Regions from separate parts of the Hordeum vulgare genome. Here all the other regions are linked to region 1. Evidence: chromatin contacts called from public Hi-C data. All regions are on one chromosome and are shown on one strand. The core of a region is the stretch at or near the end of the contact, and the rest is flanking DNA. Distances in the headings are between cores, read along the strand shown. Region 1 has its middle 340 kb from the start of LOC123443047. Region 2 holds the start of LOC123439562 (BTB/POZ and MATH domain-containing protein 2-like). Region 3 holds the start of LOC123443045 (ABC transporter C family member 3-like). Region 4 holds the start of LOC123443041 (zinc finger CCCH domain-containing protein 1-like).

Region 1 (6,996 bases), core at 275-2,774:
ACCAGTGGGATCTGGCGGCCATCACACCGAGTTCGGCGGCGTGTGAGCATGCAGATCCCTCCTCCAGCGTGGACGCGACCCATTGTGGTCACCTCCACGGTTGCTGACCCATCCACGGTTTGACCGCCTCACTCCGATCTGCTGTTATGCCTCACTTCGCCGCCTTCTTCCCCAATGCAGGTAAGTACCGTCGCTGCCTAAACGTGCGTTCTAATCATTTTTTGCTCTCCATCTGCACTTCTGCAGTAGGCGCCTAACTCAGCGGCGACGATACAGATTCGCGAGGCACCGCCGCCGCCACCGTTGGAACCTCCGCGGGTAATCACATCCGGCCTTCCACCTTTATTTTACTTGGTTGTATTCTTGATTTGATCTGCTCTCAAGGAGTTTGCCGTGGAGGGATGAAGCTTGCCGCATCTTTTCAATTTTCAGTAGAGTGACTGGACTCAGACGGCGCAAGATGTTGTGGATAAGGGGCATGCAGTGCATATCTCACTGGGGATTTACCCCCATCCCAGCCGCCGCTCACTGACTGGAAGCTGCTGGATGCATCGATTACAATTTTTTGTGCTCGTTCGATTGAATTTATGTGTAATTGTTCATGGTGTTTCAACAAATGGTTATCTATTAGATGTCTCCTCCTCATATTGACCCACTGTGATTATTTAACTATACTGTCTTACACTCTGATGGCAACAGTTTTAACTTAGTAAGCCATATGCTAATATTTATGTGAGTGTGATCTTGGAAATAAAAGTTTATAGAAAAAGAATAGAATACCACTCAAAAAAACCTTCACTAAACATAGAGTTGTGTTGTACCTGTACTGACAAAGATTTGTACGGTATGAAAATATGTTTCAAAATAAAATAAATTATGATTATTAGTAATGACAGTTGTACGCATAGCTAAAGTCAACTAGGTTTTGTAATGCTGAACTAAGGATGGACCTTGCTCGGAGAAATAAAAAAAAGCTGCGGCCCGCCATGGAATAATATATCCAACATGGTTTCATTATGCTTTGTATGATTGTTTCTGGATGCGTACCAAGCAAGCCATATATTCAACAAATCGTTGTTGACCTAGATTGTCACATTTTCTTCTTAGAAGAATGTAAGACGCTAGAATTAGTCTATGCATTAGAATTAAAATCGCTAGTGACGAATTACCTCATAAAGTGTTAACGTGTTTATCTAACAATCGTATATCAGCTACACATGAGGCGGTTAAAATCTTCACGCACTCAACACTTATTGTAATAATAAGTGTTTAATATGTAGTTTTCTTACTCCCGTTGCAACGCACGGGCCCTTTTGCTAGTAAAGAAACTAAAAATATAAAGAAAAGAAAACCTTTGAAGAAACAAAGAAACGATCGGACCGAAAAACACAGCGAAGCAATCATCAAGACAATAGCGTTGGAATGAACGAGCAAAGGATTTACCCGTGAAACCTAAACGGGCCGGGCCAGTCTCGCGCAAGTGAGCTATTCTCTTCAGGTGATAGTAGCTATTCTCTTCAGGTGCTCGTTGCGGCAAAGAATCTCAGTTTTGCACAGTGCGACTCACCCTGGGCTCGCCCAATTGCAGTGCACCCCGCATGCGTTTGCAAAAACTAAGGAAATTAGCTCGGGGATAATGAGTTTCGAACACGCGACCTCGAAGTGTTTTCCCACCGAGCTAGCCACTGTGCAAGGCAAATTCTAGTGTTAGATGTGTAGCGTCAGGCTTAAAGAGGTAAAAACAGCGGCGAATTTAGAGCGTCGCTAGCCACCATCATCGTTGATTAGGTGTCTAAAATGTCAGCCCCCTGTATATGAACTATAAACTGCAAACGAGATTTTATTTTTGAAAAAGTAAATCTTTATTTAAACATTGAATTTTTCTTATCTCTGTAGAATTTTATAAAAAGTATAATATTTTGTGAAATTCAAAAAAAAATCGGGAAAAGGAACAAATTTCAAAGGGATAATGTTTTTCAAATTATGATTTTTTAAATGCAAAGGAAAATTGATAACCAAGAACAAAAATGAATATTCTATCTTTTTTATGAAAACATGCACAACTTTTGAAACCGAGAACATTTTTCGAATTGTGAACAAAATTATCAAATTATGAACATTTTTTGAATCAGCGAACAAATTTTGAAACACCAAACATTTTTTCGAATTGTGAAAAAAATTCAAATTCATGAACAAAATTATAAAATTGTCAACATTTTTCGTTAAAACGCGGACAATTTTTGAAATATGAACAAATTCTGAAACATGAACAAATTTCAAATCCGTGAACAAAATGAAAAAAATGTGAACCTTTTGTGAATTGTGAACAAATTTTGAAACTGTAAACAATTCTCAAATTGTGAATTTTTTTTGGAAACATGAATAAATTGTAAAATTCATATATAAAATTACAAAATGAACATTTTCGAATCTGCGATCAAATTTTGAAACCCTGAACATTTTTTGAATTGTGAACATATTTTGAAACCTTATTTTTTTTCGAATTGTGAACAAATGTTGAAACATGAATTAAATTCTAGTTCGTAAAAAAAATTACTGCATAAAATTGTGAATATTTTTCCAAGTCCAGAACATATTTTCAAATTCCGAAACATTCTTTCATATTTCAGAATAAATTTCAAGATCTGGAATATTTTTTCAAATTTCGGAATCTATTTTTTGTAAAATCTGAAACATTTTAATAAAAATCACAGAATATTTTTTCAAATTCCGGAACATTTGTCAAATTCTAGAACATGTTTTGAAAATTACGGAACGTTTTTTAAATTCTAGAACAATTTTTTACATTCCGGAACATTTTTTAAATTTCGGAACATTTTTTCAAATTCTAGAACATTTTAAAAATTCCAGAATGTTTTTTTTCAAATTCCGGAACATTTTTTAAAATTCTAGAAAAAAAATAAAATCCAAAACATTTTTAAACAGAAATAAAAAAGAAACAAAAAAGAATAAATAAAAAAACCGATTCAGAGAATCTTTTAAAAAGTTCCCAAAACCGAAAAACCAATTGGATAGTTCTAAAAGTTCCCAAAACCTGGATCGATGAAAGTGCTAACGGGCCGACCCAAACCCCATCGCTCGCTCGCAGCTTTTGCCCGCCTATTTGACACAAACAGCTTCAAATAGGGTTTTCCCCGATGTTTCGGATAGGACTCTCGACCTAGCTACGTCATATGGGCCAGCCATTTAATTGCTAGGATCCCGGTTTTGGGAACATTATAAAAGTTCGAAGCTGGTTTTTACGGTTATAGGAAAATTCTAGAAAGTTCTTGAACCAGGTTTTTTATGTTTTGGTTTTCTTTCTTTCTTTCTTTTGTTTCTTTTTACATTTTCAGCTTATTTCCTTTCTTTTTTCTTTTTTGTTCTTTTATAAATTTTATTCTATTTTTTCTTTCTCAAATTTATTTTTAATAAAAATATTTATGTTTTGAATAATTTGTACTTTTATAAAGAAAATGCTGTCATTTTCATATTTTGTTCACAAATTCCATAAAAACAGAATTTTCAAATTGGTTCAGTTTGTTTCAGAAAATGATCAGTAATTCAGAAAACAAATTCACATTTTTTTTATAAAATAGGTTTGCTTTTAAAAATTTATTTATTTTTAAAGAACATTTGTTCACAATTTTTGAAAAATATTCATATTTTTTAATTTTATGTGGAAGTTTCAGAATATGTTCGTGTTCGCAACTTTTAATCTAGAATTTCAAATAATGTTCCTGATTCTCAAAAATGATCATTATTCGCAAAAAAGTGTTTATGTTCTCTTAAATTTTGTGCACAAATAAAAGACATGTTCATAAATTCTAAAACATTTTCGAATTTTATTCACCTGTTCTAAAAATGTTCAGGATTTGAAAATATTCTGGAATTTTTAAAAATGTTCGCGCTATAATAACGTTTGAAAATGTCAAGAAATTTCAATAAAATTCATGTTCCTGAATTGTTTTAAAAAGTGAAGACCACTTTCAAATTGTCTGCAAAAAGAAGCGTGCACATCTGTTGAAAATTCGAGTAATGTTCTGGAATTCCTAAAATTATCCTAGCTTTCCAATTTTGTTAACAAACACGAAAAATGTTCATGTTTCAAAATTTTATTTGCGAATTCAAAAACCGTTCATGTTTTGTAAAAAAAATCAGACTTTTGAAAACATTCCTATTTTTTCCAAAATGTTCGAGACATTTTCGAAATTGTTTGTAATTTCAAATAATGTGCTCGTTTTACATTTTGTAATTTCAAAATGTTCACAACTTTTTCCAAATGTATTAGAAATTTTAAAAAATGTTCCTGCTTCCAAAAATATTTTAGTATTTTTAATAAATTATCATGTTTCCATTTTTGCAGTAGTTCAAAAATCGTTCACGTTTCACAAATTGTTTGCATATTTCAAAAAATGTTTGTGTTTTCAAATTTCATTTGTGATTTTCAAAAAATTGTTGAGAATGCTATTTAAAAATTATTAGAAACTTCAACCAAAAATCATGTTTTCAACACGTTGCAGCCGTCTCCAACACCATGGAAGTGATGGTTATCGGCGCTGGCACCCGCATGGCTCCCGGCAAGGCCTCAGCACGCACTGGCGAGCCCGCTGCTGCGGCCACCGATACTCTTCGGGACGCCATCGCTGGCCTGAAAACACCCGTCACCGCTTCCGCAAACCCTGCTGACGCTCGGGCCTCGCTGGAGGAGGCTCGCAAGCGTATCTTGGAGGAGGGCGTCGCCGTAGCTTCGGCAAAACGTCGGTTGGAGGCTACGTAGCGTGAGTATAACTCCGCATACGGCCTTACTCCGATTTCCGAGGCCCCTAGCCGGCTTGGATCAGTCCGCAGCCGCGGCCGGTTCATCGCCGAGGTCCTAGGCGGCGATCTGCCCACGTACGAGACTCCTGCAGCCAACATGCGAGCGGCGCAGGCAGCCATGGAGGAGATGGAAAGCCTGGAAGGCGAGGAGCACGCTTTCGAGGAGAAGCGGGTCAAGGACCTCCTTGACGCTGCCAACCAGCAACACGCTCGGCTTGACCCCATTCAGGCTCAGTCAGAGTCCCCGCGACCCAACTCAGGGGCACGCCGCAACCCTAGCGGTCAGCACCATGCAGAAGGATCTTCCTCGCATCGCCCTTCCGGCCGGAGGGGCGAGGGAAGCCACGACCGGCGCTCTCAGCGCCAGAGCGAGCACACTTCGGGCTTGCGTCGCGGAGGCGACGAGGGCGATTCGGAGTGTGAGATTCTTCCCCCGCGAAGAACTCACGTCTCTGGCTCACGAGGCGCTTCCCCTCTCGCCACCAGGGCTGGCGCTCACGCCACCTAGGATGAGCGGGACGCATGCCGGCGTCTCATCGTCCTGGCCCAGTCAGCCCTCCTAGAGGAAGACGGACCGGTTGGTCCGGCATGCTTCGGCCCCCGGATCCGAGGGGAGCCGTTCCCCCGAGGTTTCACCCTACCTCGGGACACGCCAAAATACAATGGCACGGCCAAGCCAGAGGACTAGCTGATTGACTATACCAAGGCCGTCGGCATTGCCAGGGGCAACAAGCTCGTAGCGGTCTGCTACGTGCCACTCATGTTGACCGGCTCGGCCCGAACTTGGCTTAACAGCCTCCCGGCCGGCAGTGACAACTCCTGGGTGGACTTCGAGGAGGCGTTCGTCCGCAATTTCACAGGTACCTACAAGCGCCCTGGCCGGCCTCGCGAGCTGGCCATGTGCGTCTAGAAGGCTGACGAACCCCTTCGCGACTACGTCACCCGGTGGACTCAGCTCCGCAATTCCTGCGAGGGGGTGCATGAGGTACAAGCCATCCAGTACTTCATCGACGGCTGCCGAGACGGCACCCTCCTCAAGCACAAGCTCATGTGCACCGAGCCCACCCCTCTGGCGGTGCTCATGGCCAAGGCGGACAAATACGCCACGGCCGACTCAGCGATGCGCGTCAAGGTGACCGCCTCGGACAAGGTTGTGCCTACGCCGGCTACTCCCAAGCCGGCTGGGAACAACCGAGGCGGCCAGAACAACTACAAGCGCAAGGCGGATCAGATGGATCCCCGCTCCAATAGCAAGTTGGTGGCCAGCGTGGAGGGCGTAGCATCGGCTTCTCAAGCCGGCCCTCCACGAAAGCGTCCCAACAGGAGCAACACCAACTGGCTGCCCAAGCAGTCCTTCGAGCAGTTGCTTGACGCCCCCTGCAAGATACATTCTGGGGCGCAACCGTCTACCCACACCCTTCGACAGTGCAGCTTTGTGCGCCGGCTGTCGCAAGGAGTTGGCTTGCCGGCTCCTCCAGGTGCGCAGGTGGCCCCTCGTGCACTGGCTCCCAACCACGCTCCGGCTCCGCCGTCGCCGCCTCGCGACGACGGTCACCACCAAGACGACTACCCTCATCAAGACGGAGCGTTTGTCTTCTTCACCAGCGAAGGCGATGACAAGCACAGCGTGCGCCAGAGGCGACGCGAGGTGAACGCCACTGTCCCCCCAGTTCCCCAGTACATGCATTGGTCCGACAAACCAATCACATGGAGCCGGGTGGACCATCCTGCGGTGATGCCCAACCCGGGATCATACACACTCGTCCTCGACCCCACCTTCACCTCCAAGAGGCTCACCTGCCGATTCTCCCGGGTGCTGGTCGACGGCGGCAGCAGCATCAACATCCTCTACCTTGACACTCTCCTCAAGCTCGGACTCAAGGAGACGGACGTCCTACCGACCAGTACTATCTTCCACGGCATCGTGCCTGGGCAGTCCTGCTCGCCCATCGGCAAGATCCAGCTGGACGCCCTCTTCGGCGACAAAGCCCACTTCCGCCGTGAGTCCATATGGTTCGAGGTAGTGGATCTCAGTAGCCCGTATCACGCGCTGCTGGGAAGACCGGCTCTGGCCAAGTTTATGGCTATTCCGCATTATGCCTACCTGAAGATTAAGATGTCGGGTCCCAAGGGCATCATCACTGTTGTTGGCGACTACAAGAAGTCGCTCGAGTG
Region 2 (7,258 bases), core at 3,940-6,439, 770 kb before region 1:
TTTCTATTTATTAATGTCTCCAAGTCCTAAGATATCTCTACTAAGAGGTTTTTTAACTGAACTTTAAACGCAGTCATGCAAAATGAATAAATAAATGCCATAGATCCTGATGATGTTTTAATAACCTTAACTTAAACAGCTGTTCTGTTAATCATAACGTAAATCTCTGTTCTATCTAATATAATAATAATTATTGCTTAAGAATAATGCCATTTTTGTTAAGCAAACACATTATTGCACATATGTTAAATATTAAAAACAATTATATCATTTCAGGGCCCCCATAGGTCAGGAAGTGGAGGGAAGAAGAAAATACGTTATTCGCCCGTAAGCACACACACAAGCTGTTCTCCATTTTCGCATACGATAACCTAATTTATAATATTACTTTCGATCAATTAAATTTAAATGAGACTTTTATCCTGTTGTCTGCAGGTACACGCCTATCTCTGACCCAGATTCTAAAGGACACTTCGACCTATTAATCAAGGTATCCCAAAAATTGATGTCTACATTCCATAAGCTGCTAGTTGCTTGTGGATATTTATGGTTCTTTTTATTATGATATTGCAATTTGCAAGCTTGTTTTGAAAATGGAATCACGAAATACTGAGAAAATCTTCTCTATTGCACAGGTTTATCCTGATGGGAAAATGAGTCAGCATTTTGCTAGTTTGAAGCCAGGAGATGTTCTCGAAGTCAAAGGGTAAAGTGAAATGAAAATCTTATTTAGCGGCCTCACATATTATCGCCTCTCTATGACTAAGTCTTTCCCTTATAGGCCCATTGAAAAGCTCAGATATAGCCCAAATATGAAAAGACAAATTGGCATGGTAAGGCAGAAACTTGAGTTTAGCAAAGCATTTACCTTCTTAATTGATTTCAGCAAGGCCAATGCTGAGAAACTAATACTCACGTTATTTATTTACTTATAACTTTAGTTTAACAGCTTCCAAGCAGTTTGTTCTTTTCCTTTTTGTTTCTATTAAAGCATATAGCTGTAGCCGTATCAAATATACTAAATACAATTTACTCCTATGCTTCCAGATTGCTGGTGGTACTGGCATAACACCAATGCTGCAAGTTGTTAGGGCCATCCTGAAAAACCCTGATGATAACACTCAGGTAAACTGTCATCACAATTTTGCTTCTTTGCGTTGATTTCATGCATTCCTTTGATGCATATGTTTTTTGTTGAGAAGTATACTGTTCTTGAAGTCCTGAACATTGCAACACTATCCCATAATCAGCGATGCTGCAGGGCAGATTAACGTCTCTATATATAGTTTTCACGAACAACATCAGTAGTTCTATCATTAGGTTAATGTTCCCTGTATACTCTAATCTTTTTCTTTCTTTGTTCTTGTTGTCTAGGTTTCCTTGATTTACGCCAATGTGTCACCAGATGATATCTTGCTGAAAAGGGAGTTAGATAGACTTGCCAGCAGCTATCCTAATTTCAAGGTTAGCATTGTTGTATTGCTGGGGTTGCTCCATTGCCACATGTGTGAAGTTACTGCTAAGCATGACATCCTTGCAAAATTTTAGGTATTTTATACAGTTGATAAACCATCAAGTGACTGGAGGGGTGGTGTTGGCTACATATCAAAGGACATGGTTTTGAAAGGTTTGCCAGGCCCAGGGGAGGATTCTCTTATTCTTGTGAGTAGTTCCTGACATTTCTTAACATGCTGTGCCTTTAGCAACATATCATCTGAATAATTTTGTCTATGGTAGCTTGTTTGTTATCTCTCTCAGTGTCAATGAATCATTGTTTATGGATATCATTAACTTCATTGTTATATTATAATTGGATTATTAAGAAACCTTTTTAATTTCGTGGTTCTCATTTGGTCAGGTTTGTGGTCCTCCTGGAATGATGAATCACATATCTGGAGATAAGGCAAAGGATTATTCACAAGGCGAGGTAATGCAAATGTTATTTAGTCATTAACAGTACATTTGATTGCAAGTTAACAATCTTACAATTCGGTAATACTCAATTGGAATAAGGCAGGACTATGATTCTTAACCCTGAATAGGCAAATGACCTTCTTTGCATATCCATCTAATATAGCTGTCAAGAGCTAACAAGGGATTCCACACTATATTTACAGCGTTTATTTGCTCCCTTTTAGTCGTTTCATCAATCCAATTTGGGTTTCTTTTGCAGGTCACTGGCCTTCTCAAAGATTTAGGGTACACGTCACAGATGGTATACAAATTTTAGTCGATCGCCGGAAACGTAGGGGACGCTGACATGCCATGGCAGTAAAATAAACCGCAGCTGAACCTTTTTTTTTCATCGCGCCACGGCAATTAGTGCCAAACTCAGAGCAGTATGGTGCATCTTTTTGTAAGAATTTTGGTTCGGTTCCGTTTTGTCATCTGTGCGCCTCGTTGCATGGACACCTGAATAACCTGAGGCTGCCTGGTTGCTGGTGTTGTTTTAACCGGGCCTTTCTCTTTACGATACTGGATTGAATGAGGTAACAGTTTGATTCGCACAGGCCAAGCATGCCATGATCACAAGCTAGCATTGCACTCAATGAGTGGGTTTCTTCTATTTGCTGCTTCAGGTTAAATTTAGACCCTGCCGGTCAGAGATTGTTTTATCAGAATCTAATGACTTACTCTTCCCGTTCAGCGAGTATTTTTATCTGTATTTTAAGGATGCATTCGTCGTTGGTTGTGTTTTGTTAGATAATGAAAGAGATCTCTGCGGCCTTTGCATACAAAATCATAGCGTCGGATAGTTCAAAATCGATATGCACGTTGTAGTGGACAGTGATAGATGGAAGATGCATGCTGTGATTGGCCTCCGTGGATACAACGGGCACTTTGGATTAGCAAAACTACTATAAAATATGTCTATGTACATTTGTATGTAGTCCGTAGTGAAATCTTAAAAAAGATTTATATTTTAAAACGAAGGGTGTATGTAGTCCCTAGTAAAATCTTTAAGAAAACTTATATTTTGGAAAGGAGGGTGTAATGGTGAACATAACGGGTTAGCCAATGAATTTCCAGAACAAATGTTTCTCGATTTCGATTGTTTTACAGAAGAAGTGGAGATCGAACCAGCAATATCACCTGATGCTCACAATACCCTTCATTACTGATTAATTGGCAAGTTTTGCACACATGGTGGATGTAGCCATTTTGAACATGACAAGCAAACTAAAAACCAGAGTACCATTTCTGAAACAATATTACACATCTTTACCTAATAATAAAGAGGCTATCGCTTTCGTCGAAAAACCCATCGAAGTGATTTTACAAAAAAGCCCTTACTGTTTATGACATTAAACTCGTAGTATATATTAAATATTTTTTTAAATACTCATATCTTTTCAACCGTAACTCCAAATTTAACATATTATACATGAAATTTGATTAGAAAAATATGTAGAATTTAAATATGATATTATTTTATCTGTTAAACGTTTAATAAAAATACTATCTAGGGTGCAATCTTAATAAATAAGTCATTATTCGTCTTTCTTTCATACCGGTACTCATCCGGATTGGGAATGAACACGTCAACAAAATCAGGATTAGAGATGAAACTGAAGGTCACTTGACTGATTCTTTGTACGTATAAAATCTATATGCAAGCCGTGTTAAAATAGAAGACCTGTGAAATTTTGAACTGCATTTTTGTAGGATAAGACCTCTTTATTTGTATCGTAACTATAAATTCTCAAATTATAGATATTTTTTTATAAATTAAGAGCGTGTGCCGTGTGGTATTTCTTTCTTCCGTTGCAACGCATGAGCCCTTTTGCTAGTAAGACTAAGAGAACTAGCATGCATACCATATTACAGTAGTAAAGACGTTGTAGTGTAATGGTTCCCAGCGCTACCTAGGCACTAGTAGTACTAATTAATTAACCATCCGTGCACTGCCGGTAGCAAGCAAAGCATAATTAGTGAACATGAGGGGATCGATCAATCAACCATCACTGATCTTAGGCGTCGACCGAGCACTTGGCAATCACCTCCTTGACAAGAAAGGGGAAGCTTGTGCGCAGATTCTCGAAGTCGTCGGCGGCCATGGCTGCCGTCAGGTTCCTCGGAGAGCTGAGGAAATGGAAGCATGCGCCTTTGAGCTCATGGCAGTGGTGCAGCTCGGCCAATGCCAGTATGCTCGCCGCCGTGCCGGCCGCGATGTTCTTGCACAGCTTCTCCTGGCAGATCAGCTTGAGCCTCTCCATGCGGTATTTGTCCGCTGCCATGAGCAGATGCTGGGCCATGGCGAATTCCTCTTCTTCCGCTGTCTCCGGCGGCCATGAGTCCGTGTACACGAAGCGGAGCAGCGCCCTGAAGACCCGCGCCTCCACGTCGGCCACACGGATCAGGTCGGCGGCGCCGCTCTCCCTCATCGTCATCGGGCCGAAGAGCTCCGCGCTCAAGACCGGCGACCGGGCCGCGAGCAGACACCGGTGAGCCGCGAACGTCTCGCCGCCGACCTCGAAGACCACGTCGGCGCCCTTCTTGGCCGCGAGGAGGTCGCCGAGCTGCCGGCCCAGGTCGGACGGGGGCGCAGCGATGGATCTTGGCGCAGCGGGCCCGTCCTCGGTGCGGAACTCGTTGAGGACGACGATGTCGCACTTGATGGTGAAGGAATCGTCCTTGAGGTGCTTCGAATTCTCCAGGGTCTTCTTCTTGACGAACTTGGGGCATTCCCAGACACCAGCGCCGCGGGCCTCCACCTTGCCGAGCTTCAGCGGCGCGGGCTTCCGTCCCCGCCTCTTGAGAAAGGAGTGCGCGCGCATCTCCTCCTCCTCGTCCGCCTTGAAGCCGAACTGGACTTGCGCACGCACTTCTCCGGCGACGACGTCGTCGAGGACGAGGTGGAGGGAAATGTACCTCACGCCCACGAGCTGGTCGCCGTTGGGGTAGTACTCGATGACCCAGAGGCGGCCTCCCACGGAGAATGGCTGAGACCTGAGGCACTGCTCCCTGGGGAGGGCGAACTTGGTGACCGAGTAGCCGTCGATCTTCAGGTGGTAGTGCCCGCGCGCCGTGTCGGCCACGATCGCGGAGGAGCCCGAGGACATGGCGAGCCTCTTGTGTATCACCGGAGAAGCTTGGTCGCTCTCTCGAGCTCTCGCTCTCGCCCTCGCCGTGCAGAGCTAGTGGGATCCGGTGGAGTGGACTCACTGGGGTGGCTGGGCAGGAGGGGAAGACGAGGACGAGCCTTTCTATTTTGGGAAAGGTTCGGGACACTTCCTCACATGGGCTTTCGTACCGACGGCCTGCCGGTTAGGTTACTCAATGGGCCTTACGCCTTTCTCATTCGCAAAACTAGAGATGAAAACTTCGCGCCCAGTTGTGAAAATTTGTCAAAAAAAAAGTTGTGAAAATTTGTTCTTCTCAAATAAAAATATTTGTGAAAATTTGTTGCAGTATTTTTTCCAATTATACTTAATTATATGAAACATTAATATTCAAATAACAATATGATAATTAAAACAAAAATACACACTTTCTTTGTTTTTAGTTACTTTGTATATTAGGTTTGTCCTAAGTTAAATTTTATAACCTTTGACCGTGTTTATACGAAAAATATACATTTATAGTAACAAATATGCATGGATCTGAAAATGTATTTTATGACGAATCTAACGGTATTGGTCAGGTATTGTAGATGTTATATTTTTTTCTAGAAACTGAGTGAAAGTTTAACTTAGGACAAAACTAATATGCAGAGTAAATAAAAGAGAAGTGAGTATAAGTTAGTTATATAATATTTATTGAATATGAGTACCATTTTTTTAATTGAATATGAGTACTACACGTTAAATGTGGGTGTTTTAACAATATGCTATCATGAATTGCCATAGTTGCATGCCGATAGAATTAGAATAAGTAAAAACCAACTATTTAGGTATATAGGAAAACTCAATTTTTTTGCTACAATACTTAGAAGATACAAAAAAATACCTTTTAAAAAGGGACCAATCTATATGGATATTGAGAGCGATTCCTGCGAGCTTGCACTCTTGGGTGAAAAACCTATGTTTCTTCGGTAAAAAGGAAGATTTTCTTTTGACATGTATGTTTTTTATTTATTTTGTGTATCGGTAAATTTTAAGTGAAAAACGCAAGTATAGCAAATTGTACTTAATAACGAAACCACATGGTCTTAAGAACTACAAACCACACACGCACATACCCAAATTTAGCTGGGGAATCAACCCACCACCGTCAAGTTTAACAAAATTATATTACATCACATCACCACAGTGCTAAGGCACAAAGAAACAAACTAGAATGTAGTGTGACCGCCACATACTGCTAAACAAAAATTACCACACACCAGTTCAGCTAGGAAACAAGAAACATAGGGAGGGAGCAGTCTAAAGATCCCCACGGCACCCACCAGTGAAGATAATCAACCGCCAATGCGAAGAACACCCAGTCTCCAGCCCTACGATGCTGGGTAAACTTTACTTGCTACTCACTACTTTTGCCCCTAGTGTTAGAAGTTTTGCATGTGGGTCTTTTATCCGTAACACAACCCAATCATTTATCTAAGTGCACACTAGTTTTATAGTTGTCATCAGATCACATTATTTCTTTCTATTAAATACAATGTCGTTTCGGCGTTTTCAGGTCGACCAGAGAAGAGTAGAAACACCAAAAAGAACTAATCTCTTGTCAAATTTCGGGAAAGTTCCAATCCATCTATCAAAGCAATCATTCACATTGAGTAGAATGGAATTCAAATAAGCACACTTAAGAAGACCCCATATCACTCTATCCATTGAACAAGCAAAAAATAGATGATTAAGGCTCTCATCCTGGCCATAGAAAACACAACACATGTCACCTTTTCACCCTCTGATGAGCAGATTGTCTCTAGTTAAAATACTCTTTTTATTCAAAAGCCACAAGAAAACATTAATTTTTGTAGACACCTTAATTTTCTATTGAAATTTCTATGAAAAGCCACAATTCATCTTAATTAGAAACATATACAAAGACTTCACTGTAAACTTTCCATCAGGTGTAAGCATCCACTTAATCTCATTTCCCATCACACATTTTAATTTTTTTTCACATATCTATTTTAGGCTATTCGTGACGGTGCCAAGTACCGGGGTGGACCACTTAAAGGAGCCTGACCTTTAGGTCGACGAGGGGCCCGATCAACCCGTTGTAGGGGAGAATCCCTAAAGGAACATTAGAGACCTTTGTGTCCTCCAAGGCTCAGGGTGGGGGCGCCCGAGATCTCATTTGTCATCATGTA
Region 3 (7,486 bases), core at 3,209-5,708, 520 kb before region 1:
GCATATCTCACCTGCATAAATTTGACAAGTCAAGGATCTGCACTATCTAGAATAAATTGGTTGTTTCTCATTTGACAAAAAGCTGGATTTACAATTCGTTTCCCATCAGACTGAATTTCTAATAGTTCACTCACAATGGTAAAAATATGAAATTTCTGCACAACAACAGGGTAAAAGAAAAGGAGAACATAATTGAACAGGAGGAAAAAGGAAAGAGTACTTACATGGACGTCACGAAGCTGAATTTCTCCCTCTGACGGCCAGTTATGGGGCAACTTATTTTCTGACATTGAAAGTGGGGGCTCTTCAGGAATGCTTATGTATTGCAGAATTCTTTCTACTGATATGATTTTGTTCTCCAAATTGCACATGCTCCACACAACCCATGCTTGCAGCATGTTTAAGTTAAGCCCATATGTGACCGCGAGACCAGCAATGCCTGAAAGCAGGATGTAGATTTAGTTGCAAGCCCATATCGAGACATGTCTAATCTGCTACCATTACTCGGTATAAATATTGTTCTGAACTAGTAACATTCTAACCTGGATCGATGATACCAGTTGGTAGACTGATCAGAAATACCAAAGCGAATGCAAATGTAAATGACGACAGTGTATCCAAGCGGAAACAAAGCCACTCCATTGCTGCAGCATTGTAGAATTTCGGTCGAGAGTAGGCATCCATTAGATGGCTATTAGTTGATACAAACTGATTCTCTTTGCCAAAACTTCTGATGGTGGTTGATCCAGTAATTGATTCAGCAAAATGTTGTATGATAGGAGCCTTGCAAACCCCTACCAGCCTTTGGAGCTCTCTGGCCGTCTCAATGTAGTAGCGCTGCAAGATGATAGATGTAATAAGGTGCTGATCTTGCAGTTAAAACAACATAACGATAAGCATTAAATAAATTAAATTACCTGGTAGCCGAAGCAGATACTGATCACAGGAACGAATACAACAAACACCTGCCATGCTACCTGAGACATCACCGCAATAATTCCAACTAGTTGTATGATGGAAAACGCAACAGAACCCATCTGGTAAGCAATGTTTGTATCCACTTCGCTTTGATCAGTTGAAGCCTAAACAGTTCAATCTTGAGTGAGCAATAATCGAAGTAAACAAATCAAACTTCCTAGGAAATCCGAGGAGATGCAAATGACTTACTCTATTCAAGATGCGCCCACTTGGAGTGGAATCGAAGAAAGACATAGGAGCTCTGAATATGGCCATATGCATCTTGTTGAACAACAGAGTTGCTGTTTTGTATGCAGCTGTCACAAGAAACAGTGCCCTTATGAGGATGCACAGCGAACTTGCAACAGCCAATGCCACAAAGACATAGATCAGTGTCGACGTGCTCACTGGAGGCTTAGCGTCTTTTGACACAGGAGAAGCCCAAGCCATCCAGTAATTGCTAGCAATCTGAAGTACTTGGAAAAGTAGCTGTGCTATCAACACAAATGGTACGAGAGCTCCGCCGTAAGCCAATGTGAGGTACTTCCAGTAGACCCAAAACCCCACCCTGCCTTTTTCCCTTTCTTCTTCCTGCACCAGCTGCCCACTCTGGACCTTGTCACCATCGTCGTTGCCATTTTGTCTATCTTTCTCTTCAGCTGATGACACTGACCTGGATAGGCTTAAAGAGATTGTCTCACTGCCTCCGTTAGCAACATCAATCACATCCAATGCTGTGAGAGCATCTTGGTGAGCACCAACCAGCTCCATTAGCTCTTCCCCTGAACCAAGTATATCGCTGTATTTGCCTGCTTGTGCTATTCTTCCACCTTTCATTACCTACATTAGAATTATCTTATAAGGAGAACCGAACAATTTATGCAATAAAACTTACATGAAACATTTGCCAATAAAATTCTCACCAGAATAAGATCAGCTGCAGGCAGGAATTCAATCTGGTGAGTGACATAAACCACCGTCTTTGAAGCCAAAGCCCCAAGCAAGCATTCCTGCAAATGGAAGAAACCTTAAGCAACGTGTTCTCAAATTCCTATTGAACAAAAAAAGAATGTATTATTACCTTGAAAAGGTGGGATCCTGTATGAGCATCGACTGCGCTGAATGGATCATCGAACAAATAGATGTCAGCATCCTGATACAAAGCTCGGGCTATCTGAATCCTTTGCTTCTGCCCGCCGCTAAGATTTATGCCTCGCTCTCCAATGACTGTCTTGTCACCGAATGGCAAGATCTCCAAGTCTTTCTTCAGCGAACACCACTCAAGGACCCTGTCATATTTCTCACAGTCCATCTCCTTGCCGAAGAGTATGTTGTCCTGAATTTTGCCACTCTGTATCCATGCCGTCTGGCTGACATATGCCATTGTTCCGCAAGTCTTGACCTCTCCTGATAGCTTTGGCACCTCACCAAGAATGCAAGAGAGCAAGCTTGATTTTCCAGAGCCTACCGTCCCACAGACTGCAACACGCATGCCTTGCTGAGCTTGAAAATTCAGGTCCTTCAGCGTTGGCAGCTCAGGTGAGCCGTCCCAGGAGAAGCACCCATTGCTGACCTCAATTGCAACATTAGAGCTACCACTTGGTAGCCTGTCCACAGCATCCGTCGGCAACTCCTCAAGGCATAGGAAAGATGCTATCCTGTCAAGAGACACCTTGGTCTGAATCATCATTGAGATTGTGTCAGGAAGGTTGTATATTGGTTCTTGAAGCACCCGGAATGTGGCCAATGCAGACAGCACCTTCCCTGACTCCAATGGTATCCCTAAGATCATGCAAGTTCCGAAGGTTACCACAGCGACGAAGGTCGGGGCACCCCAGAACACGAAGGTGGCCGCGGTCGACGTGTAAAGGTACTTCTTGAGCCAGCTTGTCTCTGTGGTCCTGAGGTCAATGATCTTGGACAAGAACTTCATTTCCCACCCCTGCAATTTAAGAATCCTCATGTTGCGCAGGATCTCAGATGTCGCCTTCATCCTGACATCCTTGCAGTCCATCAGCTTCTGCTGGAACTTCTCCTGCATTCGCATCGGAGGCACATTTGCAAGCATGACCACAATGGTGGCACCGAGCGCTGCAAGTGAGGCTGCCCCGAGGGTGGAGTACAAGATGAACAGTGCCATGCCTACTTGGAGTGGTACCAACCAGAGATCGTGCATGTACCATGAGAAGAGGCCGACTCGGTCGGCATCCACGCTGATGATGTTTATCATCTCGCCGCTCGTGCGGCTCTGTCTGGAGCTGCTGGACAGAGAGAGCCCCTTCTGGTACACGACGGAGACAAGCGCGGACCGAGCACGTATCCCGGCTTGCTGTAGCCGGAAGAACCAGTGCCGTTGTGACAAGCACTCAAACACCTTGGCTACGATGAATGTGACAACAAGGAGCTTCCCCTTGCTGGCGTACCTCTCGTCGCCGTTGAGGTACTGCACCAGGGAGTCAATGAGGTATGGGCCAACATAGGTGGCCAAGTTGTAGATGAGCGCGTAGAGCGAGGTCACCGCGATGTGCCACCACACAGTGCGCACAAGGGCCCTGGTGAGCTTGAACGCGGTGAACTTGGGGCCAGAGCCATCGCCGGCGAGTGCCTCCAGGTTCTTCTTAAACAAGGGGAGCAGGCCGGCCACGCTGTCGCCGTGATCAAGGTCAGGGACGTCGTCGAGGCCGAGGGTCTTCCTGTAGCCGACGGCGAGCAGGGGGCCCATCCAGGAGAAGGTGAGGACGCTGAGGAAGCCGGCGCTCGTGAAGATGGAAGCATCGACGGTGTCGTCGCTGCGGCCCTCGCTCGCGCCGTTGAGCAGAGGTTCCTCAGAAGCAGAGCCGCCCGTCGTCTTGGCCGAGAACCCGGCGACTACTAGCGCCACGGCTGCTAGGACCTCAACGGCGTCGCGCGCCCACGGAAGCGCGGGCACGGGGAGCCCGTAGGAGAGACTCGTGGCAGCGTGGACGGCGAGGGCGAGGGCGGAGAGGAGCATGAATAGCGCCCACCAGAGCTTGAGCGGCGCGGCGAACCGCTCCTCCCCGCGGCCGCGGTACTGGAGCTGCAGGTAGGCCGCGAGCAGCAGCCACGCCACTGCGCGCGCCGCGGCGTCCGCCTGGTCGGCCACGGCGTCGGGCGGCCCCCACCCGGCCCCGCTGCCGCCGCCGCTGTTGTCGAGGTACCACGAGACGAGCGAGTAGGCGCCGAGGAAGACCTCGAAGGCCGCCAGAGCCCACGTGGCGCGCACCGCGAACCGGCCCCACCGGAACCCGGCGCCGCTGCCTCTCCCTGCTGCGGCCGCTGGTTCCTTGCCGCGGGGGCCGGCGGCGAAGAGGAGGCGGGCCGCGACGGCGAGCGCGAGCAGGAGGTGGGCCCCGGCGCCGAGGCCGTGGAGGAGCGCCGGACGCAGGAAGACGGGGAGGGCCGGCTGGTGCTGGCCCGCCATCGCTGCCGCGAAAGGCGACGACGACGCCGCAGTGGGCATGGGATGGGCGCGGGCTGAGTGAGTGAAGCGCCGGAGCGGGCGGGCTGGGGTTGTATAGGCGGGGCTGCGGCACGTGCGTGGCGGGCGCGGGGAAGAGTCGTCGTGACGGCGACGGGGCGGCTGCGGCTGCGGCTGCGGCGCGGCTCGGGTCCTTGGGGTCCAAGGCACCTCGAGGACACCAGCGCCCACGTTTCACCGCGACCGCGCGCGGCCACCCGGGCGGGTTGCGACGGAGGGGAGAAGGGGGAGCCAGCCAAGGATGGAGGAGAAAGGTGTGGGAGAGAGGTGAATAAATTGGGGTTTTGGTGGTGGCGGTGCCCCGGAGCGATCGTAACAACTGCAGAATCCCGGCACGGCCGGCTGGGTTTTTGACTCGCCCCGAGTATCTGGTTAGTTTAAGTATCTTCTTTCTCCGGTTTAAAAATCTCCTTCGCAAAAGTTGACCATCGGATACAGTGATTCGTGCATAATAAGAGCCTATACTACCATAGACATATTTTAAAGTATAGGTTCACTCAGTTTACTCTGTAGGTAATACGTAGCGAAATTTTTAAAGGACAATGCCGAAAGATTCGGCCGGCTGCGGGCGGGCCGCGCGATCTGTCAGCTGTAGACGGGCCGCACCGTTAGATCTTCATCCAACATTTTTTTCTCGATGCAACAAATTTCAACGCTATACAGCATTTTTCGTCAACGGTTGCAACAAAAAAAATAATTATAGCAAAAAAAAAAAAATCAAAAAACGAAGAAGATGATGCGTGGTAGCAAAAGTCAAACGCCGGTTGTCGCAAATATCTACGTGACGTGTATGCAACTTTTTTAGTGAACGGTTGCAGCAAAAAATGATGCCGGTTGTAGCAAAAAATAACATGGTTGTAGCAAAAGTCAAAACGTCGGTTGTAGCAAAAATCCAACAAACTCGAGTTACGACAAAACGTATATGCAACTTTTTTACTGAACAAATATAGTAAATAAAAAACGCTTGTAGCAAATATGAATGCTGGTTGCAACAAATTTACACGAGAAAAAAAACTGCATGGAAAACGTTTGTATCAAAATAACACATGGTTGCAGCAAATTTAACGAAAAAAATGTTGCATGCACCTGCTAGCGAGGCGCGCGGCCCGCGCGCGACCGGCCGAACGATTCGGCCGACGCGCTGGGTGGAAGCGTTTACCTTTCTAAAAAGACTTATATTTAGGAACGAAGAAATATTAATCTTCAACGTAGACCTCCAAACCACGTGGTGTGGATCGTAACCTTTTTGCAAAACAAAACCAAATGAGGATGCATTGAAGGAGTCCGAACACAATCACGTAGGATTCCAACATCCTGGACCCACTCAAAACTGAGGTGGAGCTCCCGCTTTTGTATCTGGTCATATTGTTTCCGTGGCAAAACCCCCACTGTCCTCTTCCATCTTGTCGCTCTCTTACCAGGCTTCATTTTCGTCTTGTCATGCAAAAGTGCAGGTAGAGGTGAGTAACAAAGGCAAGGAAGTGGGGGATGACATTCTGTTTTCAAATATTATGAAGAGGAATTCGGCTGGTTGGCAACCTCCCACCAAAGAGTTCTTCAAGATTAATGTCGATGCAAGTTTTGTGGAGACATTAAACACTGCGAGTGCGGGGGTGGTTGTCAGAAACAATTATGAAGAAGTTATTATTTCCATTTGGAATTATATTGGGGCTTGCGATAGCGTTGAAGAAGCTAAACTTAGGGCGGCATTCTCCGGCTTATGTATCGGTATCATCCTTCACAAACCCATCATTTTAGAAACTAATTGTTTTTTTGTGGATTCTGCTCTTGGAAAGAACAATCTTCAGAGGTCAGCCCTTCTTGACCTTAAAAAGTAAGCTTTTAAGTTTATCGAAGATGACGCCAAATGTAAAGATCTCCAAGGTTGGCACGAAAGCTAATACGATGGCACATGAGATTGCGAAGTTTACTTTTATTAACATGTCCGACGGTGTTCTTATTAATAGTGTTCTGGCTTCTGTGGCAACTGATGCAATGAATGATTGTATGAACATTTTAATTTAATTAATACATGGTGGAGTTTTAAAAAAACCGCCGCCTCAAAGGGAAAGCAAAGGCTGCGTGAGTCAAGAAAGAGAAGGCCGACGGAGGCTGTGACGCCCTCGGCTTAATCGTACGCTAAACATACACGCAAATGCGTACGATCAAATCCAAGGACTCATGGGGAGATGTCACAACACAACTCTAGACACAAATAAAATAACATCAGCTTCATATTACAAGCCAGGGGCCTCGAGGGCTAGAATACGAAAGCTCGATAAACACACGAGTCAGCGGAAGCAACAAATATCTGAGAACAGACATAAAACAAGGGGTGCCTTAGAGAAGGCTAGCACAAAAGATACAACGATCGAACGAGGCGAGGCCTCCTGCCTGGGAACCTCCTAACTACTCCTGATCATCAGCGGCCTCCACGTAGTAGTAGGCACCGTCGGGGTGGCAGTCGTCGGTGGCGGGGACCTCCATCTCCTGGGCTTCATCATCTGGTCGCAACAAACGGATCAAGGGAACAAGGGGGGAGCAAAGCAGCGGTGAGTACTCATCCAAAGTACTCGCAAGTCTTACATCAGCACTAGTCTAATTATGCATCAGTATCAAAGAAGGGGGTTATATGTGGACTGACTGCAGCAATGCGAGAATAGAGAGAGAAGGCCTAGTCCTATCGAAGACTAGCATCTTCAGGGTCTTGCAGCAATAGACGAGAGTAGAACAGGGGTAACACAATAATAGTCATATTGTTGCAGCAATATTAAAGTGAGGTCACGCCTAAAGATCCTCCCTCGACTCCCTGCGAGGAAGCAATCCCGAGGCAAACTAATTCCAGTTAAGTAACAATTGTAGTTGTATAAGATCGGGGCACAACTCCAAGTCGTCCTGTAACCGTGGACACGGCTATCCGAATAGTTAATTTTCATCCCTGCAGGGGTGCACCACATGTCCCGTCACGCTCGATAACACTCTGGCCGGACATACTTTTCTGGGTCCTGCCCGGCCTCGGAATATCGACAC
Region 4 (6,989 bases), core at 1,983-4,482, 910 kb before region 1:
GATAGTTGCCTAGATTTATCTTCTACTTACATTTTAGCATTAGTTACTTATTAGATATGTCTCAACAACACTCAACTCTCAGTTGGAAGCAGGATCAAATTGATTTGCTATGTCTTGTTAAAGTTGGCTACCATGGGAAGCTCTTCTTTGAAATTCTTCATATCATTGTATGGAATTATCTTTCCATGTCCTTTTAACATTACTTATTGGACACCCAGCATCACTTGTTCTTGAATCAAATTTGGATTGATTTGGCATCTCTTTTCAAAGTTGGCTATCATGAAAAACTCTTCTTTCAAGGATGTACTATAGTTGATTGGAATTATTTTCAATTGGCCTATTAGGTTAGTTATTGGACACATGTCAACATCACTGGTTTCCAAGTCGAAATGAGAATCAATTTGATTTGGCATCTCTTGTTAAAGCTGGCTACAATGGGAAGCTCTTCTTTGAAATATTTCCTATAGTTGCCTAGAATTATCTTCTACTATAATTTTATCGTTACTTACTTATTAGGTCCCAACATAACTGGTCACCGAGTCAAAATCGAAGTTAGATTGATTTGGCATGTCTTGTTAAAGCTGGCTACCATGGGAATCTCTTCTTTGAAATATTTACTATGATTATATTCTATTGTCATTTTTTGCATTAGTTACTTATTAGAAATGTCTAGACATCACTCGTATCCACTCTTCGAGTCAGAATCAGATTGATTTGTCATGACTTGCCAAAGCTGACTACCACGTGAAGCTCTTCTTTGAAATTCTTCATATAGTTGCATGGAATCATCTTCAGTTGTCCTTTTAGCATTACTTGTTGGATACATCTCAACATCACTTATTCTGTGAATTTGGAGTCAGATTGATTTTGGCATTTCTTGTTAAATCTACCTACATTAGGAAGCTTTTCCTTGAAATCTTTACTATAGTGGCTTGGAATTATCTTATATTTTCATTTTAACGTTACTTATTGGACATGTTTCAACATCACGGTCTTCGAGCTGGAATCGTAATCAAATTGATTTGGCTTCTCTTGTTAAAGATGGCTACCATGCAAGGCTTTTCTTTGAAATATTTACTATATTTGCCTCGAAATATCTCCTAAAGTCATCTTAGCATCACTTACTTATTAGACACGTCTCAACATCACTGGTCTTCGAGAAGCTCTTCTTTGAAATGCTTCATATACTCACATAGAATTATCTTTTATTGGGATTTTAGCATTAATTGTTGGACATGTCTCCGCGTCACTTGTTCTCCGAATCGGAGTCGGATTGATTTGACATCTCTTATTAAAGCTAACTACCATGGGAAACTCTTGTTTGAAATATTTACTATAGTTGCTTGAACATATCTTCTTTTGACATTTAGCATTACTTATTGGAATATCACTGGTCTCTAAGTTGAAGACGGAAACAAATTGATTTGGTATCTCTTATTAAAGCTGGACACTTTGGGAAGCTCTTCTTTTAAATATTGATGATAGTTGCCTTGATTTATATTCTACTTCCATTTTAGCATTACTTACTTATTAGACATGTCTCAACACCACTGTCTCTGAGTCAGAAATGAAATCAGATTGATTTGGTAAATCTTGTTAAAAGTAGATATCATGGGAAGCTCTTCTTTGAAATTCTTCATATGGTTGCATGAAATTATATTTTCCCGTCCTTTTAGGATTGCTTGTTGGAGATGCAGCATCACTTGTTCTCCGAATAGAAATCAAATGAATTGGTATCTCTTCCAAAGTTGGCTACCATGGAAAACTCTTCTTTGAAGTATGTACTATAGTTGATTGGGATTATTTTCTATTGTCAATTTAGGTTACATATTGAACACATCTCGACATCATTGGTCTCCGAGTCGAAATCGGAAACAAGTTGATTTGGCATCTCTTATTAAAGGTGGCTATGATGGGAAGTTCTTCTTTTTAATATTTGTTATACTTGCCTGGATTTATCTTCTAAAGTCAAGTTAACAGGACGCGGATTTTTTGGCTTCAGAGAGCATATGCTCCCTAATGAACAGTAAAATCAAAATAAATTTTAAGTAAATTTTAAAAATTATGATTTTTTTTTCTATATTTTGTTGCTTGACAATTTCATGTCATATGGGATAGCGGTGCTTCTTTGGTGAAAAAAAACAAAATTAAGTGTAATATTTGAAGGTAACACTTGACATTCAACTTGTTTTTTTTGCACGTGTCAAAATGCTTAAGTTTTTTACATGCAAATTTGCATGTACCATTTGGGTGTGACAACCAACACATCTATTTTTTTTTTCATTTTTTTAACATTTGTAAAATTCATTTTTGACATGCAGGAGCATGTGCTCTCTAGATGCAAATTAAATATCTAATTTTAACATCACTTACTTATTAGACATGTCTCAACACGAGTGGTCTCTGAGTCGGAATCAGATTGAATTGGCATCTCTTGTTAAAGACGGCTACCATGGGAAAGCTCTTCTTTGAAATGCTTCATATAGTCGCATCGAATTGTCTTTTTACCATCCTTTTAGCATTACTTGTTCGACACGTCTTAGCATTGCTTGTTCTCCGATTCGGACTCGGATTGATTTGAAATCTCTTTTTAAGGCTGGCTATTATGGGAAGCCCTTCTTTAAAATGTTAATTGTAGTTGCCTGAAATTTTTGGAAAGAGAGATTATTATATACGTTAAGGTGTCCAACCAATCAAAGTACTCCCTTCGTCCCTTAGCTTGAAAACGGTCTTATATTGTGTTAGCATGGAAAACGATCTTATATTATGATGAGGGAGTAGCATCGATGGTTAGGGACGGAGGCAAATTACCTCTACGGTTTAGGTGATGCGATGCCTTAACAACTACTTTCTTTATAACAAGTATTTAGATCTAGAGGGAGTAGTAATTTTTTCTTTTCTTGAGCAAACTCTTGCAACCTTTTTTCCTTCTACCCCAAGGTGGTGGTCAAACACCTTACCGTGTCAATATCTCTGGTAAAACAAAAAGGCTCACTGGATTTGCCAGGAATGGGACTCCTGCGTCCAGCTGCTTCGTTTGTTCCTTGTTTCCTTTCTGGGCAAAACCTGCACTCTGCCCTGCTTTGCAAAGCAGTGTGACAGACCGCAGGGGCAGGGCCCTTGCGAGCTTTCGGGCAATCTGAGGACCGTTCAACACGGGCCCAAGGCCGTCGCAGTTCTCGCTCACGTGCCCTGAGCCCTGCGTTCGGGCCCAACTCGCCGACGCCCTCGATCTCGATGCACCACCACCACCTCCATCTCCACGCCCCGATCGAAGCTAGCTAGAGGACTGCACCGCGGCGCTCCATCCTCGAATGCGAACCGAAACTGAAACCCGCAATCAATTTCGCGAAATCCTCAGTAGCACAGCCAGCAGTAGCACGCGGCCAGGCTAGGGACAGATTGGGAGGCATTAATCGCCTCCAACCCGGCCCCGACGGCGGAGGCCGGCGCCCCCAGAAACCACAGCCCCGCTCCTTCGCTATAAATCGGTGCCCGTCTCGCAGCCCCTCTCCACACCCGCTCCTCCTCACTCGAATCTGTCTACTCGGCTGCGGCGCTGCGCTAACCTAGGGTTTAGTCCGGCGGCCTGCAGCTAGCTAGTAGCCATGGAGGGGGAGGACCACGCCGCCGCCAACGCCTTCAACGGCGCCCCGACACGCCGCTGGGCGGAGGACGTGATCGTGCTGTCCTCGGGCAGGCCGCCGCGGTCGGTGGAGGCGGTGGTGGTGGTGAACGGGGAGGCGGACGGGCAGGGGCAGCACGAGGAGGCGCCGCCGGAGAGGCTCTACTTCAAGACCAGGCTCTGCGAAAAGTACGAGGTCACCGGCCGCTGCATGTACGAGGACGCTTGCACCTTCGCGCACGGCCGCGCCGAGCTCCGCCCGCCGGTCCCCCCTCCCTCGCACGCCTTCGCCGGAGGCGGCAGGTTTGTCAACGGCGGCGGCAAGGTGTGCTTCAACTTCAGGGACACGGGCGCCTGCCATTTCGGGGACAAGTGCGCCTTCCCCCACGCGGCCGCGCCGGCGACACCTGGTATGCCCGCTCCCCCCCTAAGCTATCCACCTAGATCGCGCACGTGTGCATGGCCGGCCGCGTCGATCGGGATCTCAACGAAACATGCCCTCGATTTTCTTGTGCAGGTCACGCGATTCGCCTCACCGGGGGCGGGGACCAGAGGGTGCTGACGGACGACTGGGGGAGCGCGACGCCGCCCGCGAGGCAAACCCCGGGGCCGCGCTACGCCGCCCCGGGCTCCGCCAGGGCGTACCCGTACCCGCCGGTGCTTCCCCGTGATCGTCTTGGGCAGACGATGCCCGAGGAGAACGGGGGCAAAAAGCCCAACAGGCTGATGCTCATGAGCCAAGGGAAGATCGCCGGCATCTACGGCGACTGGCTGGACGAGGAGGACTGAGACCGATCGATCAGCCGTCCACCCACCATGGTCGCATACCCCATATACCAGATGATTGGCATTGCTGATACATAGCAACAAACAAAAAATGGGTGGGGCTGATTGATTTCGTCTGAAAGTTAATAACTTTACCGTGGTGGTATTTAGTATTTATCTGTGCTGTATAATTCCAATTGTTGTGCAATCCGTGCATACAAATCCTATGTAATTCGTATGAATAAACCTGCGTCGTTGTCTGTCTATCTATCCCCATAATATATCATCTTTTGTTATCACTGTTGTTGCCCATCTGTCCGTGTTTTTTTTTTTGGCGATGACATCTGTCTGTGTTTTCGGTGGGCTTTACGGCCCATTGGGCCCCGTTTCTCGCTCGATGGCTTACAGTACAGATTACAGAGAGAGTCCCCTAAAAAAAAGACTACAGAGAGAGTGAGACGAGAGATATGCGGATCTGTTCACTTGCAGGGGGCTGGATCCGGGGGGAAGAGTTGCAGTCCTCGAGAGCCGACGGGGAAGAAGCATGGGATCTGGATCAGGAGCCCTGCTGGTGCTGCTTGTGGCAGCATGTCTATCGCTTGCCCCGCCCCCTACTCTGGCTTCTTCTCGCGGGTAAGCCCCTCTTGCTCTTCCATCCCTCGGATGTACTATGTGCCTGTGGGGATCTCTGGTTGGATTTGGGTAACCAGGTCCCAGTAGGCCAGGATGTGTTTCTACTTCGGGATGATATGTGTCTGCCTAGCTTGATTCAGTTTCTAGGATTGGATCTTTGTTGAGTTATGGTTTGATTTGTTCAGTAGCTGTTGATGTGGGTAGCTCTGTTTCTGCAATAGTAAATGCAGGGTCAACAAAACAACCCATGAAGTCCCCCAACCCTGCCCATTGAAGTCTTGATCACAGTCTTGCCTCTGCAATACCAGAGACTGGTTGTGTTAATGGGTTAGCTGGTCATAGGTTGGTTGTTGGCCTGAAGCTTGAGTGAAAGATGATCAGGCAGTTTACATCATAGTAGAATGTCAGTTTAACATCAGCCACAGAAAGGGGCAAGTCAGTTCTAATGAGGAAGTATTACAAACTTTTCCTCGAACACGAGCCAAATGCATGTGGCATCTTTCGCGCCAAACGTCTGCCTTTTCATTATTTAAGGAGAGACAACCATGAGGCACACCCTGTGAAGCACAGCGCTCAAACACGGATGGTGGGCTAGCCGTGCACCCGCACAGGTGCCTCTAGCCAACTGACATTAGGTTACTTGTTGGCTTTTAGCTTGGGTTATATACTTTGATGATCACAGAGTTTACATCGTCAATTTAGTCTTATCAATTCCCACTGAAGTAGAATGCAAATCTAAAATCAGCTATAGAAAGAGCCAAGTAATGTAGAGGTATATTAGATTTCTTTTCTCAACACGCGCCAAATGTTAGTGGTTTTTTATTTATTTGGAGAGGCAACTATGTGGCACCCCCTGTGGAGCACAGTGCTCGAACGCAGGTGGTGGGCTGACCGTACACCTGCACGTCCGCCTCTAGCCAACTGGTCGAGGTCCAGTTCCCGAAAGTCAATTACAATCGTATGATGTTCCCTTCATGGAAGATATTGAGGTGAAATTCAATTATTACCCTTTTCAGGTTTGGTTTGGATATTGCACAACCAAAATTACTAAACTCCACAGATGGTTCATTTACTCCGAGGTCTCCAAGCTCGCATGTTGATTTTGACCCTTCCAAATCAAAGCGACTCTCGTGGCATCCAAGGTTTGTCTCATCACCTCATTATGATGTGTAACTTTATTGCTGGACTATAAACAACAGCTCATTTGACTTCCTATGTACTAGCAGTTAAGCATTTGGTACCATGAATTTGTGGTGCATTTTCTATAAAAGAATGTGTGGTGCGTGAAAGATCTGCTGTACTTATAGTTGTGTACTCAGATGCTCACTTCTTTTTGTGTGGACAAATCCCAAGTTTCTTACCTTAATTTAGGGTCTTCTTGTATGAAGGTTTTCTCTCTCACATGGAGTGTGACCACTTGGTATCTATGGTAATTTATCCCATCATCTATATCACAGCTCAGTCCTTGCATTCAAGTTATTTAAAGAAAAAAATGGCTTGCAGCGTGTTATTGAAGGTCATGTTTTCATTATTGCAGGTGCATGGTAAGATAGGGTCATCTGTACTTGTTACTGATGGTGCTACAAATATATCCGAGAACAATAGTGATGCGGGCCTCATATTTCGCCTGGCTGATAGCAAGGTGAGCATACATACTGCTTTTATGATATTTTCATGACTGGCTCTTTGGTAACCATGCAGAAACTGTACTCAGAGAAATACAGAATTAAACAAACCTTGAATCCCTCTACATAACAATCTTCTGTCATTTCATCTGTATATAATGCTTGTGTGTTAACTGTTACCCATGTGAATAAATAGATATGCAACTAAATGAGGTCAGAATTATTGTTTTCTTGATATTGCAACCTGTGAAGAAAACGTGCATTCTTTTGGATTCATAATAGACGTTTAACTTTATAAATTGAGATGAATTAGAGTCTACTACTAAGCCTTGAACTGTTCT

Evidence for each region. Hi-C and Micro-C count contacts between places; a contact is called where the count stands out from the background.
Region 2: a contact with region 1 is called in a Hi-C map of leaf, with 2.4 times the contacts expected there. The contact joins the promoter of LOC123439562 here to the enhancer-like site in region 1. A contact is called at or near these places in 2 of 6 Hi-C or Micro-C datasets (leaf and seedling).
Region 3: a Hi-C map of leaf shows a contact between it and region 1, with 8 times the contacts expected there. The contact joins the promoter of LOC123443045 here to the enhancer-like site in region 1. A contact is called at or near these places in 5 of 6 Hi-C or Micro-C datasets (leaf and seedling) and 1 of 1 datasets of contacts at active chromatin or transcription factors (embryo).
Region 4: a contact with region 1 is called in a Hi-C map of leaf, with 3 times the contacts expected there. The contact joins the promoter of LOC123443041 here to the enhancer-like site in region 1. A contact is called at or near these places in 2 of 6 Hi-C or Micro-C datasets (leaf and seedling).

Annotation. Positions count from the first base shown.
Region 1 is chr3H:78,352,622-78,359,617 of MorexV3_pseudomolecules_assembly, forward strand. No RefSeq gene overlaps it. Among protein-coding and RNA genes, the nearest start is that of LOC123443047, 340 kb to the right of the region's middle. Within about 2 kb of position 1,525, at least 2 of the 3 cell types and tissues checked have open chromatin away from gene starts, as enhancers often do. A contact at or near this core is called in leaf, where this site is marked.
Region 2 is chr3H:77,575,512-77,582,769 of MorexV3_pseudomolecules_assembly, forward strand. LOC123439562 (BTB/POZ and MATH domain-containing protein 2-like) reads right to left here and starts at 5,190. Exons shown (of 1, transcript XM_045116258.1): 1 at 3,798-5,190. The coding sequence starts at 5,063. The coding sequence ends at 3,972. It overlaps LOC123443042 (NADH-cytochrome b5 reductase-like protein), which reads left to right. Exons shown (of 13, transcript XM_045119269.1): 5 at 277-327; 6 at 436-490; 7 at 636-706; 8 at 782-833; 9 at 1,048-1,125; 10 at 1,375-1,464; 11 at 1,549-1,662; 12 at 1,859-1,927; 13 at 2,174-2,549. The coding sequence ends at 2,230.
Region 3 is chr3H:77,826,448-77,833,933 of MorexV3_pseudomolecules_assembly, forward strand. LOC123443045 (ABC transporter C family member 3-like) reads right to left here and starts at 4,459. Exons shown (of 10, transcript XM_045119273.1): 1 at 2,039-4,459; 2 at 1,881-1,967; 3 at 1,168-1,797; 4 at 918-1,082; 5 at 543-837; 6 at 225-439; 7 at 1-11. The coding sequence starts at 4,438.
Region 4 is chr3H:77,439,407-77,446,395 of MorexV3_pseudomolecules_assembly, forward strand. It overlaps LOC123443041 (zinc finger CCCH domain-containing protein 1-like), which reads left to right and starts at 3,233. Exons shown (of 2, transcript XM_045119268.1): 1 at 3,233-4,035; 2 at 4,143-4,676. The coding sequence starts at 3,609. The coding sequence ends at 4,414. LOC123443040 (probable prolyl 4-hydroxylase 6) reads left to right here and starts at 4,848. Exons shown (of 7, transcript XM_045119264.1): 1 at 4,848-5,023; 2 at 6,040-6,165; 3 at 6,395-6,452; 4 at 6,561-6,665. The coding sequence starts at 4,935.